Regions from separate parts of the Mus musculus genome. Here region 1 is linked to region 2. A link is a contact called in public Hi-C data. All regions are on one chromosome and are shown on one strand. Each heading gives the region's core, a stretch centred on a gene start, on an enhancer-like site or on the middle of the called end of the contact. The rest is flanking DNA. Distances are from core to core; before and after follow the strand shown.

The links. Hi-C and Micro-C count contacts between places; a contact is called where the count stands out from the background.
Region 1: a Hi-C map of the 3T3-L1 cell line shows a contact between it and region 2, with 2.6 times the contacts expected there. The contact joins two enhancer-like sites. A contact is called at or near these places in 6 of 484 Hi-C or Micro-C datasets (the 3T3-L1 cell line, the F1.1 cell line, the Patski cell line and 2 more) and 2 of 115 datasets of contacts at active chromatin or transcription factors (fibro-adipogenic progenitors and pancreatic cancer cells).

The regions. Positions count from the first base shown.
Region 1 is chr1:81,949,550-81,952,647 of GRCm38.p6, reverse strand. No RefSeq gene overlaps it. Among named protein-coding and RNA genes, the nearest start is that of Mir6344, 180 kb to the left of the region's middle. Within about 2 kb of position 1,602, at least 40 of the 459 cell types and tissues checked have an H3K27ac peak or open chromatin away from gene starts, as enhancers often do.
Region 2 is chr1:81,738,963-81,741,818 of GRCm38.p6, reverse strand. It overlaps the pseudogene Gm5530. Among named protein-coding and RNA genes, the nearest start is that of Mir6344, 390 kb to the left of the region's middle. Within about 2 kb of position 1,563, at least 37 of the 459 cell types and tissues checked have an H3K27ac peak or open chromatin away from gene starts, as enhancers often do.

The DNA.
Region 1 (3,098 bases), core at 353-2,852, 210 kb before region 2:
CTCTCTCTCTCTCTCTCTCTCTCTCTCTCTCCCTCCCTCTCCCTCTCCCCCTCCCTCTCCCCCTCCGCCTCTCCCTCTCCCCATCTGCCTCTCCCTTTCCCCCCCCTCTCTGTGTGTGTTGAGTGGTTTTCTCTGCAAAGAGGTCATTTTTGCATATTGCATTGATTCAGAGTACTCCAAGAGAGGAATGCGGTGGAAATGGATGAAATATCCTGCAGGTGGGAGTTCTCTAATGATACTTCCTTTGAACAAAAAAGCTTTGTCTGCTCATGTGCTGGTTATAAACAATTTTCCTTATGATTCTGAGCAAAGAACATGGTGACTGTCTCCTGCAGTTCAAAGCAGAGCCAGGGGCATAGCCTCTGCTGCACAGAATTAGCTTCTCTGCAAGTTGCATGCTCAGTGTCAATGAAAACTCAGTATTGCCCTGTCATCAGTGAGACAGTAAGCTGACTGTAGCTCGTGAAACAATCCTATTTGTTTAGCATGTAAGTAGACACACAAATAACACAAAATGTTGCTCTCTTTTTAGCTCGCTTCTCCCCATATAACATGGGTCCTAGAGCTGTTAAAGTGGGAGGGACGTCCATCTGGACTGGTTAGTGAACTAGGGCATCATAGGCAAGGGGTCATGGATGCTCCACATGGATTTCTCCTTCTATTCTGTATGTATCTAACTCTTCCCGCCATGTAACTGAACGCCTGGCATAGTAGGAAAAGTAAAGTAAGAGAGATACTGTGGGTGGAGAAGCATGCTGTGCCTGTGTAGATCATGTGCATAATGAATGGGCTGGCAGTTGGACTCTGCTCTGGAGCCTGATAGAAGGGCCATCATTATACTACATGATGATCCATTACACTCTGGCTAGCTTGGCTACTGCAAATGGTGCAGAGTTGGGAACATCAAGGAGCTGAGCAAACATTCTGCCTTAATAACTCTGTGTTCGGTTTATAAACTGCATGAATAATCTGTGACTCACAGCAATGCTGGTGGTGTAAAAATTAACCCTGTCTCATATTTCTCCATGATTGCACCCTAAACTACATGTGTGGTAGATTCACTTTATAGAAAAGAAAACTCTAGTTGTAGAATCTTATTAAATTAAGCTGTGCTGTAACTCTGAACTGGATGAAGGTTGGCGTTTATTTGGTAATTACTGTATCCCAGGACTAGTTATTAGGACTCTGTATGGATTTTCTCATTTTAATCCATATAGTTGCCCTATTTGTTTGGGTTCTTTGAGAATGACAGGGCTTCTTTTGACTTTTAGTGAGTGTAACTAGAGATGGAATTTCAGTTGATTAGAAGCCACTGAAGCCACCCTGAGCCAGTGGATGAGGCAACATGGGTGTGGAGAGAGCAGAATCGATATAAATTTATTAAATTAATATAAGAGAGGAAATCAGGAGCATGGGAAGGATTCCCAAGGAGGAATAGCATCACATTGTCCTACCAGAAGGGCTGTTAAAGATTTTGCTGAGTGAATTTGGTGGAGATTGAGGCAATATTTATTCAGATTGGTCATTTTTTAACACATTGCAAGTTGAAGCAGGGGGGAATGGGGGCAGGGCAGGGGACACATGTCCTCTGTGTGTTCTCTCAGCCCAACTGAAAGGTCATTCACCCATCTAGGGGAGGTCATGTACATTACTTGACTAACTCAATAACTTCCATGGCTTTTGCCCTCCTGCCTAAAGGACGTTTAACTCCTATCTGGCCATTATTCAGCTACAGTAGCAGTCTCCATTTGATATGTATAGAAATTGGTCCAGAAGAGTTAAGTAATTCACCATAAGAACTTAGGGGTGAAACGTGGAGTTCACCTGAGGCAGTTTGATGCCTAGTAATAACCCAGGTGTAGTCACTGGACTGTATCAGCTACTCTACTAAAGGAGATTAAAATACCCTCCACATAAGTGATCGAGATCTTGATCTGGTGAGTGTGTTTATTTTACTTATCTCTATCAGAAAATAGGATACAAAACATTTTTCACTCATGAGAAAAATGATGGTATGCATCTGTTCTTATCCTTTTTTTTTTCAGGGCTATTTGGTTTTCTCAACTCTTGTCATAGTTCAGAGAGAACTGAACTGGGGCACTCTGAAGAATGGAGCACATTGGTTCCCTGGATTAGAGAGATCATGGTATCAGAGTAATCAAGTAACAAAGGGCAAGTGCTTGGAGCTTTCAGTAAATAAATGTGTCCCAGAGGACAGAAAAAATGACCAAGTTTCAAGAGCTTGCCACATCAATCAAGTTTGAGTAGGCTAGGAATGCCTTGCCCAGAAGAGAATGTGCATGACACATTTCTTCTGCTATCACCAGAAAAGAAGCACAGAAGCTGGTAGGCAGCTTCTGTCTCTAGCATACCCACATCTGGAAGTCCTGTGGCTTTCCGTTTGATGTGAGGTGTGGAGGGATGACATCGTTTATCAGGACTCAGCAGTTACAGATATTTAGTAAGGCCACGTTGCTGTGCAAGTATCCCTGACATGTGTACCCTGACACTTGGCAAACCCCATGACACTAGAAAGACACATGGTAGTGTTCACTGTAAACCCCAGAAAAGGAATCATAGCACAGTGGGTCTGGAGCTGGGGTTAAGATCTGTAGCTATAGACACTGTTTTGTCTTTTGTGCCTGGTGTTGTGAGTCCGGGCTCAGGTAGAGACAACATGTGACTGCAACCAGTGTTTGCTCTGAAACAGCAGAAAGCTTGAGTAGAATCAGCAACACACTGGGAAATCAAAGTGCTACTGGTAGGTTGTTAGGGAGAAAGGAGAAGGTAACTATAGGAAAGGCTCCCATGGTTCTCTTGCTGACAATGCATTTGCTGCCTCTGCTTCACTGAATACCTATGTTTGCCTGCTTAATCTCCTATAGTAGCTGTCACCATCTGTGAACTATGCTGAAAATAGACTGTGGTACTCTGCCGTACTTCGCAACGCTGGTTCTGCAAGAGTGTGGTGGTGAGGTCAAATCCTCTTGATGGTAAAGAAAAAGAAATGAGTGGTTAGAAATAGCAAAAAGATAACAAAAACATGAATTGTGCAATATAAATATTGAAAACAGATTTCTGAAATTCAGCACAGACTA
Region 2 (2,856 bases), core at 314-2,813:
AATTAGAGTTTATTTTTTAGAATTCTGTCATGTATTTGTTTTTATACATTCTTAAGGTTTTCACTGTGAATTTGGGAAAACAGTTATGTGAATTTATATACATAGAAATGATCTTCTCTATGAAAACATACTTTGACTTTGTCTTTCGTTTCCCATTTTTGTGGAAACGTAAATGCTATTGTAATTTAATATAAAACTACACATTAAATATAATTATGATTTACACACACACAAAAAAACCCTATACTAAAACATGTTATCTTCATGAGGTCAGCAATTCTCACTAAACAAAGCTTATGGTAACTGATGTTCTTTGTCAGTCTGATGGCATCTAAGATCTCCTAGGCAATAAACCTCTGGGCAAGTCCAGGATAGAGGTTAACTGAAGTGGGAAAGCCCATCCTAAATGTGGGCAACACCATTTGATAAGCTGGGTGCCTGGAGTGAATAAAAAGAAGAGAGCTAAGCCACCAGTATTCATGAGTTATTTCTTGACTGCAGATTCCATGTAACCAGCTGCCTCCAGGCCTGCTGCCTTGACTTCTCTGCTCTGATGGACTATATCATCAACCTGTGAGCCAAAATCCTTCCTTCTTTGGTCCAGTATGTTGTAACAGCAATGAGTAAATAATGCAGAGCTTCACTTTTCCTTGTGTCTTAGCCTCTTTCTCTCCTACTTTTGATCACACAGGGCACCATTATTTTCATTCTTGATTACATGGCAGATCTTGTTTAAACAGAAACCGTAAGCTCCTAGCTGGTGCAGATTGTATCTTATCTATCTGTGTGAATTGGTGCTTTTGTTTACCCCCTTGCCTAACGCAGCAGAGTCTCAGACACACAGCATGTGTGCTTGCTTAATGTTGCCTAAATGTCCAAATGCAAACTTGGTTATGATGGTTTCTATAAAGGTTGGGAGAAGGAAGGCATCCTTGTGCCCTGTTAAAGGGACCTTGAAAGAGAGCCATTTAGAAGACATCATCTGAAACTCAGATACTCATTTTCTCTGAAGGCCTTGTCTTTCCTTAAACTCTGTCTTTCTCATCCATTTCTTATCCCCTTGGTCAGGAAAGGCATACTGTGAGTGAAGCATCATGTGCAGTTCCTGTAGAACAGCATCCTCTATGTTTCCGAAGCTGGCGATCATGCGACACTGTACCTATTGCTTCATATTTATGAGGAAACGAAGACTCACACTCACTTTACTCTAAAACAAAATCAAGTCTGGCATACTGGTGCCACAGGCAGGATGAAAAGAGCATGGCATTTTCAAGTAGCAGGTTGTTATTATTACTTTGGCTTTCTTGAAGTTATGTGTTTTCCTTCAGTCCATCTTCCTCCTCTAATCTTACAAACACATAGGCAAACCGATAAAGCCCTAAGCACATTTTAAAGTCCTTAAAACAAGCATGTGAGGGAAGTATTACCAAATCCTTGCTTCATCAGGCAGAAAGAAAGCCTCAGAGAAGTTAAGTGACAGCCAAATGGTGCACAGCTAGGAGGCAAAGTTAGAATCTGAGCTCATTCATTCAGAATCTAGCATCTGTACTCATACCTACTATGACAAACTGTTGCTTCTTTGAAAGTTGGCTGTATTTGTATGAAGGGAAAGTATTTTTAGGGAAGAGAGCTAGGCAGCTGACTCAGAGGATCCTTGGAGCTGCGCCATACAAGGATAAGGCAGTATGACAAATAATCACTTCTCTCCTAGTGTAACATCCTATCCAACTCTTGGATGTCCATGTGATTTGTTCCTTGGGTAATATAACTGGATAGTTTCTAAAGAAACTAAATGGCTTCCTAACCTTGGAGAAATTACCCCACTTCTGCCTATGATGAGGATTGCTATGGCCCCTGGCCTGAATGCCCCAGGAGTTTACGTCTGGATGTTCTTGTATCCTAAAACTACCTTAATGTTGTTTTATTGTATTCTTCATGCTTATAAAAAAGAGTTTCATAGATTAAAATTACTAAAAAGTTATACATTTATATGCTTACTTAATATATACCTTATATATTTTTCCTGTAAAAATCAAGCCTCATAAAAATACATATGAGGTATAAGAGAAGCTGGAAATCACCTGAGATAAAAGAGGTGTTCTATTGTGATGGTCTCAGAGAAGGAAATCTCTCAGGGTGAAATTCAGTAACCCCTCATTTCTGACACATGTCTCTTGAGGTGCTCCCATTCAATGGGGACGTACTCTGTGAAGTGCCGAGTGCTGAAAGGTACCTCTGTCTCATGGGGCGTCTGGAATGAGGCTCAATAGAAATTTTCATTCCAGTTGAATGGAAAACACAAAAGGGAGTGTTTTATGGGACTCAAAAGCCTGGCAAAGATGGATTGATTATGTGTGCAAATGGCCTGGGAATGCCTGTTTTTCCTACTACTGGTTTCCTGCAAAGGTCCTGGAAATTACTATCTCACTATTTGCTTTTAAATACAGTTTTAAAATCCCAGCATGAAGCGTCCTCCAATCAAACATCCATGGACATCCGTATGCCCTTTATGGTTTTTTAAATGTGCAGTTATCTCTCTATCTAAATAACTATCTAGCTAATAAATGTCTAAGAGATAGTACTATGCCTTCTTTGACTAAAATATTATGATTTTCCTTTTCTTTGTGAATTCATGTTTCTAAAGGCAATCATTAACGTCTGGGGGAAGTTACTATGTTCCTTGGAATATGTTTGTTACATCTGTGGTGTGAAATGAATCCATTTCTGACTCCTAAAATATTTCGTTTTCTGAGATTCTTTGACACCACAGTGTGACTAAATAAATTACTCTTTGTGTATAGCCCGGTTCCCATAGTTGTATTACTTAAAATTTTCCCACTTTTATTTTCACTGGGA